Linked DNA regions of Mus musculus: regions 1 and 3 are each linked to region 2. The links are chromatin contacts, called in public Hi-C maps. All regions are on one chromosome and are shown on one strand. Each heading gives the region's core, a stretch centred on a gene start, on an enhancer-like site or on the middle of the called end of the contact. The rest is flanking DNA. Distances are from core to core; before and after follow the strand shown. Region 1 has its middle 91 kb from the start of Spats2l. Region 2 overlaps Aox2 (aldehyde oxidase 2). Region 3 holds the start of Spats2l (spermatogenesis associated, serine-rich 2-like).

Evidence for each region. Hi-C and Micro-C count contacts between places; a contact is called where the count stands out from the background.
Region 1: a contact with region 2 is called in a Hi-C map of uterus. The contact joins two enhancer-like sites. A contact is called at or near these places in 1 of 484 Hi-C or Micro-C datasets (uterus) and 1 of 9 other capture datasets (embryonic stem cells).
Region 3: a Hi-C map of uterus shows a contact between it and region 2. The contact joins the promoter of Spats2l here to the enhancer-like site in region 2. A contact is called at or near these places in 6 of 39 promoter capture datasets (the HPC-7 cell line, cranial neural crest, embryonic stem cells and 3 more), 4 of 484 Hi-C or Micro-C datasets (cortical neurons, embryonic stem cells, palatal mesenchyme and 1 more), 7 of 115 datasets of contacts at active chromatin or transcription factors (embryonic hindbrain, embryonic limb bud, embryonic stem cells and 2 more) and 1 of 9 other capture datasets (embryonic stem cells).

What each region holds. Positions count from the first base shown.
Region 1 is chr1:57,681,728-57,685,962 of GRCm38.p6, forward strand. No RefSeq gene overlaps it. Among named protein-coding and RNA genes, the nearest start is that of Spats2l, 91 kb to the right of the region's middle. Within about 2 kb of position 2,869, at least 12 of the 459 cell types and tissues checked have an H3K27ac peak or open chromatin away from gene starts, as enhancers often do. A contact at or near this core is called in uterus, where this site is marked.
Region 2 is chr1:58,294,752-58,298,794 of GRCm38.p6, forward strand. It overlaps Aox2 (aldehyde oxidase 2), which reads left to right. Exons shown (of 36, transcript NM_001008419.2): 10 at 1,112-1,204. The region is part of intron 2 of Gm15759 (a long non-coding RNA gene); the gene reads right to left. Among named protein-coding and RNA genes, the nearest start is that of Aox2, 18 kb to the left of the region's middle. Within about 2 kb of position 1,775, at least 24 of the 459 cell types and tissues checked have an H3K27ac peak or open chromatin away from gene starts, as enhancers often do. A contact at or near this core is called in uterus, where this site is marked.
Region 3 is chr1:57,771,702-57,776,266 of GRCm38.p6, forward strand. Spats2l (spermatogenesis associated, serine-rich 2-like) reads left to right here and starts at 3,160. Exons shown (of 14, transcript NM_144882.4): 1 at 3,160-3,323.

The sequences.
Region 1 (4,235 bases), core at 1,619-4,118, 610 kb before region 2:
AATGGGAATTAGTAGTTATTGCCTTGTTTGATAATCATTTGAATAGCAAACGTCTTAAGGAGAGTCCTGATCATGTCACTCGGCTACTCTGGAACATTTGGTGGTCCCTAGTACTGGCCAAATTAGACAGCTTCCTTAGCACTGTATCCTTTAGAATCCTAACTTTTTAGCTTCATCTCTCATATAGGGTCTACATTTTTGGTACAATATAAGTGAAAAGGATTTGTCTTCCAGTATTTATTCTTTCCTTATTAGAAATAGTACTATTGGCTTTGATATAGAGCCAGGATCACTGGATCGCTGTATTTCTGAGCTTACTTTATAGCTAGCCATGCATATTTTATCAAGTATTAATGTTCTGATTGATTTTTAAATTTTCTGTTATTTTGTCAACTTAACACAAACCACAGTTATCTGAGAAAAGGAACCTCAATTAAGAATTGCCTGTGGTTCCATCTATGGTGATTTTCTTGATTAATGATAGATAGGAGAGTGTGCATCCATCTTGGGTTGGGGACACACCTGGGCAAATGGTCTTGAGTTCTATAAGAAAGCATCCTGAGCAAGCCATAAGGCAGCAGTACGCAGCCAGGAAGCGGCACCCCTCCACAGCTTCTACTTCAGCTCTTGCCCGCATGTCCCAGTCTTGAGTTCCTGCCCTTATTTACCTGGACTATTTCTTCCCTACATTGCTTTTGGTTATGTTCTTTATCACAACAGCAGAAAAGTCATTAAGACATCTGTAAGATAAGAAGTAATAGAAGCTATTGTGCACAACCTGTAGAAAGCATCTTTCCATGGTAAAAGGTACCCCCGCTCGCACATCTCCAGACAGCTGGGTAGAGCATGGATCTGATGGCAGTGGCTTGGGTTGTTGTCCTTCTACTATAAGATAGAAACCACTTAGTAAGGATATAAGCATGCAAGGAACCTGGGTTCTTGGTGTTTGGAGACATTCTACCCACCCTAATCCCACAACTGTCAGGCTCCTTTATTTGAGACAAAACCAAGCCACTATCTTGCTCCTGCCATGACTACTTTGCTGTCCATTCCTTTTTTCCCTCTTTTAATCACTTGCAGCTGAGGCCACTTTCTATTGATACCAGAGCTATTCTTTGTTTCCAGAATATGGTCTCCCTGCCCTTGGACCTCCCTGTTCTCAGCATCCACTCTGTGGTTTTACACACCCTCTTGCTATTTCTAGTTTCTATGCTATGCGTATCTTTACCTCCCCAATCTGCCCATTGCCAAGGCCTCCAGGCTAGACCTCCCCAAATCTCCAATTCCAAGCGTTATCCACTCCTTAGATTCTTCTAAACACTTGCTTGCTTTGTTTTGTTTTGAGACAGTGTTTCACCATGTACCTCAGGCTAGCCTCAAACCCTAGTCTTCCAACTTCCACCTACCTGAAACTACAAGTAGACACACTATACCTGGCTCCTCCCCTAGACCTTTTAATATACCTTTTGTCACACCTTGCCTCATAGTGATCATGTCTGAACTTGAGTCCTCTTCATTCGTGTGAGAGCAGACAGGCTCTGCAACTGCATGTCTTACACACAGTAGGCATTTGCTGAGACACATTTTAGGAGTTGTTCCAACTTACAGGGCTAGTCCCTCCATTGGTGACCACCCTTTTGCCTGCCCTACCTTCATGCTTTACAATAAGATTGCTCTGGGTCGATGCTGTCTGCCCAGACTGTGAATACCATCCTCTTAGCTAATCTGCCATCCACTTCTGAAAAATGAGAGCAGAGACTATAAAAAGGATACATCGTTCTGTAGTGTAGGAGATAGAGAGGTCCTAGTGACTTTCCTGGAGCATCTTGCCTCCACTGTTCCAGAAGTGTGGTGTTTTCCTACTCTTGGATTATATGAACCACTTTTGATTCTTATCATAACTTTTGATTCTTATCATAACATACCTTTCTTCCCAATAGAATCTTCTTGTGGAGGCTAGGCTAACCTGGAGCACGGAGTCTTCTTTCCCCAGTCTGCTGAGTGCTGGGATTACAGGCGCAGATCGCATACTGCCGTGACAAGTGCCTTTGCATTTAGTTCTTGCTTACCTTTTGTTCCATGAACCGCAAATATGTGTCTATGTATACATAGATTGGTGGGATAACCTTTAATATGATATTAAGCACAGTTCTCTAGCTGGAGGGTCACAATTGGTTGTGTGGCAGAGCAAGGGATCCTACAACCACATGAATTTGGTGACAGTCCTACAGTTGCCACCAAATTTCTTCTTCTTACTCTCTTTCTCCAAATTGTTCTCTCTTTGGGTTTTCTGTGACATTTTTATGACACTTAACCATTTCCCCCCCCCCCCAATTTATCAGGATCCTTAAGCATGCAACTTGCAAACTACAATGCAGTATGGCCCTATCTTCCCTGCCCTCCTGTGCCCAGTACTCAATGAGTCTTCCTGCATTAGAATCTCTTTGTTTGTATCAAGAGCAATCTAAACTATAATAGGCTAGGGTTTTGTTCTGTTCTGTTGAGATTTTTTGTATTGTTTTGTTTGTTTGTTGTTGTTATTGTTCTAATCAGATTAACTTAACTTTTATCAAAACTGAGGTTTATAAATTAATGAAAAGAAAGAAAGGGAAATACTGTATCCATTTGATGAACTAAAACTTCTGACCACAAAACGAATGAAAAACTAGAAGTGAGAACGGTAGAGAAAAGTGAATTTCAGTAAGTGAATAGCTTCAGGTTTGAAAACGGACTCTGCTCTCCAGCGTGCCGTAACTTAAACACGAATCCCTCGGTTTCCGAGTCCAGCAGACAGCTGGAAACCCACACAGGATGCCAAAACAGTGTGACCTACATCTGCAGCCAGGCAGCCTCTCCTGAAGTCAATCTGGGATTCAGAATCTTGAGCTTGAATTTTCTCTGGGAGTATTATGTGTTCTGGATAAGAGGGTAGCAGACATAGTCCAACTTTTGCTTCCAGACATCTTAAACCACACTAATCCACTTTTCCGTCCTTCAAACACAAGAGCATGCAAACAGAAAGCATGTGCTAGAAATGTTTTCAGGTTTACAGTATTACTTGGAGAAACTAGAGAACTCTTTTGGCTCTTTGGAAGTTCAGCTATCGTACTGTATTTCTGCATCTTCTGGATTAACATGAACTCTAAAATAAGAACTTGCATTTTGGGTTACATCTGCTTCTGATTAATGTGAATAAAATAAATAAAACTAAATGATGACCAACCATTACAGAGTGTCCTCTTGCGTATGGCCTGTGGGTAGCTTTTCAGGAGTCAGAAGCAAATGTTTAAAGGGAAATTCCTAGATGCTCAAGATTCCATGAAGGAGACTTCTCAAAAAAAGCCGTCTACGGCTTTAAGGTGAGTATCGGGTTTGTTTTATGGTATTGGAAACTAAGGAGAGGGGTCGTTTTTTAGATCCCTGGACCAGGAGGGATTTTCGCTTCCTGAACTTCTGACCCCTAATCTGCAGACTGTAAAAATGCAGTCAAACCCCGAGGTGGTTATCACATCTCAGCAGCCTTTGTAATTGATATCCAAGAGCCGATCACCTTGCCAAAATTTTAGAAGGACTGTGATGGGCACATTTTTTAAGGGGGCACTTTTGTTCTCAGAGCTTTCTCTGCTCTTCTTTATGGTCTCTTTCTCTTTTCCCACATCTAAGTGATCTGTTCACTCCACAAGACATTCTTGCCAAACTATCAAAATTAATCACTTTCCTCCCGAGGGTTATAATACCTCTGTTTCCCTACCCATAGCATTTAAACAACCCACACAGACCAGTCCATCCCCCACTCACCCTGGGCCTACTCTCCCTAACCATCTTCCAGTGGGTGCATCCTCCAGACCTAGCCAAGGACAGTTTTAAAAGATACAAAATGGGTTAGACTCACCATACCAGTCATATACTGTCTCTTCTATATCTCCCTGACTTTTTGTATACCTATAAGCCCACTCAAGCACCTTAAAATCTACCCAATACTAATAAGTTAAATAATACTATAAATAAGACTCCATAAGTGACAAGGGCATAGGACTAATCAAATGGAAAACAGAAAGCCCCTCCTTATATTAAGAATGTGGTTAATAAATGTAGATGGGATGATGGATTTAGAAAATCACCAATGGATAAGAAACATGATTGACTTATGCAAGAATCATCAATAACTTCTCTGGATGATAAAACTATAAGGAGAAACAGGACATTTATTGTCTCAAAATAGCTCCCTGCAAGGC
Region 2 (4,043 bases), core at 525-3,024:
ACTTTGCTTCACACACATACACACACAGACAGAGTCCAGTGGTAGAATGCTAACCTAGCCTGTTCAAGCTCTGGGTTTGATGCCCAGCATTCTCCACAAACGTGTAATTGGTGTTCTAACCACTGGCCTTCTGAGAGGCACAGCCATTGCTCCTCCCTCCCTTCCCTCCTGATGACACCCCTCAGGTGAACTGTTTGTCATTGGTCAGCCTCTTCCTCATTTTTTATGATTACCACATACGTCTGAATTAACTGAACAACGTGTCAGTTAATTTTGTATATACTGTACAGAGACTGTCGCTTTTACTCTGAAATTTGTGTCTTTCAGTCAACATTCTTGACCTGAAACTCATCCCCTGTTTTTGCACGTTCATGGGTTCTACTCCATTATATGAGCACGGAAAGATTTGCCCCTCCAGTCTGTTAAAATAGCTCCAGCTATTTCCAGGGCCCCCAGGTTTTATAAATGTCTTTTTATTTCCATGCTGTGGATCAAACCTAGAGCCTCACACATGATCAGCAGGTGCTTGACACCGAGTCATATGAACATTCTCTATTTTGGTTTGGTTTGGTTTTTTGGGGTGTTTTGTGTGTGTGTGTGTGTTTTGTTTTTGTTTGTTGTTTTGGTTTGGTCTTTTGTTGTTTGTTGTTGTTGTTGTTTTGCTTATTTTGAGGCAGTCAAAAAAGTGTTGTCACTTTGACCAGCCTGGAACTCACTATGCAGGCCAGTCTGGTCTTGAACTCACAGAGTTCAAATTCAGCTGGCTCTGCCCCTGAGTGCCGAGATCAAAGGCATGCACCACTACTCTCAGCCACAAACATTCTTAGAAGTATTTCCAGGTTCTTTGGCCAAGCACTGGCCAGTCTTATGTGTAAGGGAGTTTGAGGAGCCTCTCACGGTTTTATTTCCTATTGGTCTACATAGCAGGAGTACAAGTCAGGGAATGCATACATTGGGCAGAGGAGTATATATATATGGTCATTGCTTTCACTTCCATACATATTTATTATCAAAGTTTAAGCTTTGTGTCTGAATGTTTTTATGAGAAATGTTCAATGTAAAAGAAAGGGCATTTTTTTCTCTCTCTCTAAAATGTATTTTTTTCCTTCAGGACCAGCCATGAAGTCTCAAGGACACTTTTACCCTGTCCTCCTGTCTCCTGCTAGAATTCCTGATCTAAGAATGGTGACTAAAACCAGTGGAGGTAAGTTCCAGCCCTGCTAGGAAGTAGTGAATGGCTAACCTCGGCAGATCACCCTCAGGTACCTATCTTATTAGCTCCGGCCCATACTGCATTCTTTTTCTGAAGTGAAAGTGTGTCTCCTCTGCAAACCTCATGGCCAAAGTCAAGGTTGTAGCCAGAGACCCTCCATACTCTTTGGCCAAGCACTGGCCAGTCTTCCCGCTTTCTGACTTTTCTCTGATACCAAGTATCAGTAAAGTCAGTAATGAAAATAGGTTGTTCCATAGGAAAGGGTCACTTTTCCTCAGCCCTCCTGTCTCTGGGGCCCTTATATGAGGCACAATTCAAAATCCTCAACATAGCTTAATCTTTCCCCTATAGATGAAGAACCTGCGGTGCAAAAAGAAAATGTGCTCGCCCAAGGGCATCAGGTTACAAGGTCACCAGCTCACAGTTCAGAAGCCCCACTGCCTTTTCACATTAACTGCCCAGCTTGGTCCCTCCGCCAAAGGAAGCCAGCCAGGCTCTGAAGTCTGTGCAACTTGTGGCCAATGACTCGCTTAAAGCTAAGGCGTGAGCACCCTCTAGTGGTCCTCAGGAAACTTCCTGTGGCCAGCAGTGTGAGCACCACTGGGGTGTCTGGAACCAGCTGTGCTCACGGCAGCACCCTCAGGAGTCATATATCTCTACAACAGTCCCACCTTTGATGTAAAGGTCTCTTTAAACTACACGTTCATTCATATATCCACAGTTGGCTCAGCCTAATTTTCTTTTAAAGGCATTAATATGAAGTGTCCCAAAGTCACTGCTGATGGGCCCATGAGGCATAGAGTCAAAGTTTAAAACCATATAGAAACACTGAGGAGGTAATGTGAACAATGGAAGCACCACAACAAAGGCCCAGATGGCCTGTCTGGCCTCGGTCAGAGTATGAACTCCCGTGAGGACAGAGCTATATAGAACAGGGAGCTGGCATTTTGGAGCCCCGCTAGAGGGTTGAGCTGCATGGGGTTGTTTTGTTGTTGTTGTTGTTGTTGCTGCTGCTGCTGCTGCTGCTGCTGCTGTCTGTGTCAAAACCAGAAGCAGGATCAGGGTATGGTGGCTCCTGCCCTCATGCCTGGAATCCCAACAACGTGGAAGGATGGAGAGGGAGGATCAGAATTCAAGGTCAGCCTTGGCAACAAGAGACTGACTGTCTCAAAAACAGAAAGCAACAAAAAGCCAAAAGAGGCAGTGATGATCCACTCTGGTCTCTGTATTTCTGGCTTAAATAACAGCAGTAAGATGTTTATACGATGTTGTGTCTGGTTTGTTTTTCCCTAAAGAGAGCCAGGGTCTTCTCGGGACAATGAATCATTTGACAGAGAACAAGGTTAGCTCTACTGGGCTCCTGCAGAGATACAGCAGGCATTTAGGGTTTGAGTATTTGTTGTTGGTTTTTTTTATTATTATTTCATGTGCATTGATGTTTTGCTGCGTATATGCCTGTGTGAGGGTACAAGATCCCCTGGAATTGGAGGTACAGACAGTTGTGAGCTACCACGTGGTTGCTGAAAATTCAACCCAGATTCTCTGGTAGAGCAGCCACTGCTCTTAACCACTGACATCTCTCCAGCCCTTGGGTTTGAGTTTTAGTTTGCGGTTGGGAAGATTATTTGGCTTGGTTTGGTTGGTTTGGTTTGGTTTGGTTTGGTTTGGTTTGGTTTGGTTTGGTTTGGTTTGGTTTTAGAAGCACAGTTTCCTTAGGTAGCCCAGGCTGGCCTCAAAATCACCCTGTCTCAACTTCCCAAGTGCTGGGGTTACAGACATGTGCCACTCCGTCTGGTTAAGGCCAGAGGTTTTACAGAAGTGAACAGTAGATTCTAATAGAACCACTGGGATAAGGAATCAACAGGCCATAGGTAGGGGTTCTGAGGTGAGACCAGATCTCATAAGAATTATCTTCTATGAGATGCTGAGACAGGACAAGCACTCCAGGCCGACATTCTGAAAATGAGGGACTATTTAGTTACAGATTTCAGGTGAGATTTTCTTGGCACATGAATTACTGGTCTTCTCCATCCAGGAAGTTAACTGAGGTTAGTGAAACAGGGGTCGGGGGTGAAGGAGGGGAGAGAGGGAGTGAGAGGGTGTTGGCAAAGACAAAGGATATATTGTGCCAAGAACATTTAATATTGACAAAATATAGCTATGTGGGAGGGTTGAATACTCTCAGAGATGAATCAACAAGAGAAAATTAAAAATCCAAGCAGAAACCTGTTAAAAATCAGTCTCACAGCAGCTATCCGGGGCCTGCAAGTGAGCTCAACTCCAGCCCTGTGTGCTAAGGTTTCATTATGTAAACTTGAGAGAGGTGAAGGATTTCTTTTAAAAGGTCAACTCTGGTTGTCTTGGGTGACCACATACTTTCCTATATTGATTTGAACCCTTCTGTCCTACTGAGGAGAAACCCTGAAGTTCTTGCTCACATCCTGCCAATCCTCACACGTTTAACTCCCAACTGTTGTCAAAATGTTGATTACTTTCTGGTCAGTTGGCAAGGAGCACTGTGCCTCTCCTCCTGGGTGCTCACCCACACAGCTCCCTTCGCCCCACTCCTGTGACCCCCGAACTTCCCCACACCCAACACCACCAGCCAATGGGAAGCCTGAGGCAGCCGCTCCCTTGGGATGTGTTTGTTTTGATTGGCCAGTGTCCTTCATGGACCGACTCATGAAGGTTGTGATCATCAGAGTTGGAAAATCTGCAGTCAAAATGTGACTGATTTGATTCTTGTTTGGGTCATCTTGGCCTAAATTCTCGAGCTATTATATTTAGAAATGTTTTCAAATAAGAACATACTGAAAGGTCACACAAAGTG
Region 3 (4,565 bases), core at 1,910-4,409, 520 kb before region 2:
GGTATGTGTCCACTAACGACCACAGATGTGGTACTGCTCAGTGTTGTCACTGGCTCCTGTCTGATGGAGCTGCCATCTCTATGTACCTCACTGTTCTCAGTACTGGAAAGAGATAACATGGAGATCTGTGAACTCTCTCCACAGTTCTACCTCCAATCACTCTCATCCACACCATTGCCTGAAGCAAGTTGCAGGGCCATAATCCAGTCAAACGAAGGGGTGAAATCCCATCAGTTAAAGAGCTGGAATATCTGCAAACAGGTGCAGTTTGTCCATCACCTCCCTGAGGGAGATAACCTGGATCCCACGCAGTGACTATACCCAGTCAAAGTCTGTGATCTCTTTGTGGTAGGCAGTCCCATCTAGCCAAATGCTGCCTGGTGCCCTGGAACCTAGCAACTACTTCACTCCCTGTCTATACCACTCACGCAGATATTGACATTCAAAGGGACAGTGTGCAACTGATGAAAGCCTTAAGCCAGCTTTCCTGAAGGTGTTCCTTGCTCTGAATGACCCACACCTACAGATTCGGAAATCTAGCACAATGGGGATTGAAAAGCTAGGAATGTGGCATTTGACGGAAATCAATACTGTTCAGTCAGCTTTACTGACCCCCATGCTTACAGGAAGCACACGGGGTTGAGAGTGGAGGAGACAACATGGCAGAAAGCGGTAGCTGCAGGTTTAAAATATCACTTTGAGATTTTAAACATGAGGAAATACAAACCAACACACTTTGCCCTTATATATTTAGACATTTGCTGCTGTGCCATTTGTTTGCTACAAAAGGGATCTCTAGTTTTTAAATCTAGTTAATCAAACAGTAAAATGAGTATAATCTTGCAAAATAATTCTGAAGAGAATCATACTGGCATAAACTCTTGGTTATCATTTCATACAATGTACTTTTTTCAAACAATTCTCCAACATCTACTTAAAAACACAAATTGGTTTTTGTTTTTGTTTTGTTTTGTTGTTGCTGTTTTTTCACATTCCATTTCTTTGGGTTTTTACCTTTCCGGGTAATATTAGTACAGATCTATTTTATATGATTTTAAAGATTGTTTACTCTTGACTCATCAAAACGCTGTCTTGTTAGTTATTTGATGTGCAAGACGCTTTTACTGATATTTCAGCAAGTGCTTTAAACCTTAAGGTTTTACTTTTTTTCAAACCAAATTACTTTGAGCAATCAAAGGTCTGAGTTTGATTTGAAACTCTCAATAAGACGTTCAGCAGTCTGATTTCTCTTGCTACGCCGGGTCTAACTCCTGAAAGATAGCATTGTTTCCTTTGGGTTTTCAGACCGTTGCCCTTTCTGGGCAGGGCCACCACGCCCTGGAGATGAGCTGGAGTCAGGTTTGTCCTTCGGTAACTGTTACTCTGTTTTTACATCAGTCCCACGTTTTGACTTCTCTGCTCTTGGCCCACAAAGCAGTTATTATTATAGGTATGACTTACTGGAAAGCCACCCTCAAATATGAAAAGGCCAGGCCTGGCTTCTGAAAACCCTTTCATCCCTCTGGTCTTGAAAGCATTTTTTCTGTCAGACTTCAGTAAGCAAGTTGGATTTGGAGTCCCAGGAAGGTTATGAAGTGGTAGAAGAAAGGAATGAAGCCAGAGTTCAATGTTATTTCCAAAGCCCATCCTGAGGGAAACGATAATTTATTACTTGTTTTTGGAATTCTAGTCATGGGGGAACCTTCGCTCAAAACTTAAACGACTTACTTTGCAAGAAGCCCTGAAATGTGCACCACACTCCAAGTTGAATCATTCCAAGTTACTAATTAATTCTTTCAAATTCAATAAGCAATAGGGTGGCATTTGTCCTTGACTTGTACAGAAGCTGGCTTTTCCGTCTGCACAAAGGTTGGGCCAGACTGGGTTCAAATTCTTCCTCTAGTTACTAGTTGAAAACTTAGACAAGCTATTTAACTTTTTGTCTCCTTTCTTTATTTGCAAATAAGCGAAAAAAAAACATACCTACCCACTGAGTTTATCTGAAGGGTTGGATCAGATACTAAATAAAGCACACTCATTCACCAATCCAGCCTATGGGGTGGGAGAAAACTCCCAGTCAGGTAAGAAAATGAGTTATTTCCTTTCATCTCTTCTTTTAATCAGAGTGACCTTTGTCAACTGGGCTATGATGTATTGTAGATCCGAATGTTACCTGAAAGTGTAATTCGTTTCAAATAACGACTCCCTTAAATGGAATACAATTCCGCTGTTCTGAGCTTGAGAGGCGAAACCGACTGATTTGATATTTGTAGAGGGCTGAGAGCCAGGAAGCCCCCCACCCCACTCACCCAAGGAACAGTTACTGCTCAGAGAAAGGGCGGCTAGGAAGTTACCCTTCAAAAATAAACCTGAGAGCAGCCTGCATTTCCCTCTGCTGCCTCTGGAAGAGGTGTGCGATCTAAAGTGCGTCCATCATGAATAATGCTTGCCTTTCCTCTCCCAACTACTGCACTCCCAGGCAGAAACATCACCAGCCGCTGCCACTGGGTAGCTCAGGGCAGCTCAGTGGGTGATCACGCACGATTAGATGCCCGCGTGAGACCCGGAGTGAAGACGAGGAGCCAAAACACTTCAGCTCAGTCTGATTTCAAAGGTCGGGCTGAGCCCCCAGAGCTCATCCCAGGGCCTGATTTTCCGCGGCTTTTCCGAATAAGCTATCTTTGTTTACATTTGAGCTTGGCTCACTCCCAGAAAGCATTACTACCTTCTGTCCGGAGAAGCATCTCGCCTTTGCAGACGGTGCTGGGGCAGCAAAGTTCGTTTTCCTGGGTAGGGAAGAGCGATTCTCTTGCTCCTCACGCGGGTAGTACCCAGTGTTTGGACAGTAGTGGGCAGTTTAGGGTAGGTGGAGGTTTGGAGGGGAAGGGGAGAAGGTTGGTGCGGGGCAAGCCAATGAAGTGCTGAAGCTGTATGGGGGATTCTTCTAGAAAGTAGGGTGGGAAAGGAGCTAGGGAGGGCGTGTGGAGGGACAGGATCCGTGTCAGAACGTGCGTGTGAGCGGATACAAAACCCAGGGAGGCGTGATCGGCGGCGTGTGTGCAAGCCCGAGCGAGGGGCGCCGGCGGGGTGTGTGCTCCTGGTGAGTGACACGGAGGGGCGGGCGGCCGCCGGGAGGGGGCGGCTGCGCGGGCGGGAGTGTCCCTGCGTGGGGCTGGCGGCGCGGAGTTGAGGCAGTGAAGGAATCCAGCCTGCCCAGCGGCCCAGCGGCCCTACCGCCGCTTTCCCTCAGCTCGCTCTCCGCGCTGCAGGGGCCGCCAGCGCCGCGCCCCGGCCCGGGACAGAGCAGCCGCGCTCGCAACGAGGTAAGCCCGGGTCCCCGGGTCGGGCGGCTCACCAGGGCCTGCGTGGCCAGGGTGGGGGCGATCGACCAGCCGAGCGCCCGAAGGCCGCCTCCCGGGGCACTGGGTGTGGCCCGAGCTTGGCCGACCGGACGCGGAGGTCGCGGTCCTTGCCTTCCCCCGGCGGGTGGTGGGGACAGCGGCGGAACCGATCGCGGACTCGGCCTGCCCTGCTCCACGCGGGCGCCCCCCTGCGCTCCAGCTCCGCGCCGCCGATCTGCCTGCCCGGAGCGGGGCCGCAGGTCCCGAGCGCCCCGCACCCCTCGGCACCGGCGGGATCGGGTCCCAGCGTTCGCGTGCGCGCGTCGAGGGCGCGCAGGGCAGGCGGGAGGGGGCGCCCAGGCCGCCGGACCGAGCGATGTCATTGCAGGGTCTGGGCAGAAAAGCCCCCCGGAGCCCGCGGGCGCCGCGGACTGCAGCCCGGAGCGAGGGTCGTTTCTGAGTCGCGGAGACAACTTGAGTTTTGCGCATCTGGGGAGATAGCAGAGCTTCTGGCGCTCTGCTGGGAGTTCCGTGTTTACTGCGGACACCGGGGTGAAGGATCCAGCCTTCACCTGGACGGGAATGCGACGGAAACCTCCCATCCTTTCCTTCCTCCTTGCGAGTGGAGCCTTCCAGTGCGCAGTAGGGTCGGCATTTGTGAACTTGATGGGTTTTCGGCTCACAGCAGTCCTGGTTTTTAGCAGGTGCCAAGGTTGTGGAGACCTGACACACTCATTAAAGATTCTTTGTAGACAGCATTTTGCTTTGAGTGCAGCACAATCTCTATAGTGTGAGACTAGCGAAAAACCCTTGAACTTCAACCACAGCGCCGTCCTTTCCTTCCATAAAACACATGTAATATTTCACTTGCTTATTTAAAATACTAAAGTATCTGACCCCTTTGCAGCCCCGAAGATTTTAAAGGGGAGAGGGACACGGAAATTTTAGAATTTGTGCAGAGATAGAGTAAGGTCGTGCGGTCTTTATACCGTCATTCAATTTTGTTTTAGAGGAGCATTCATTGCTACTCAGACTCTGTTTCCAGAGAGTAAGCAAATGTGCAGTATGGCAGAGAAAAGAAAGGACAGGAAGTCAGAAATAGAAAAAGACTATTCAAGTAGTAGAAAAAAATATTTTGAAAGAACTCTTTAAAAAGTTGCCTTCTGGATAAAATATTTTATGAGCCTTATGAAATTGTGTTACTTAACCAGAAAGCACTGTTCT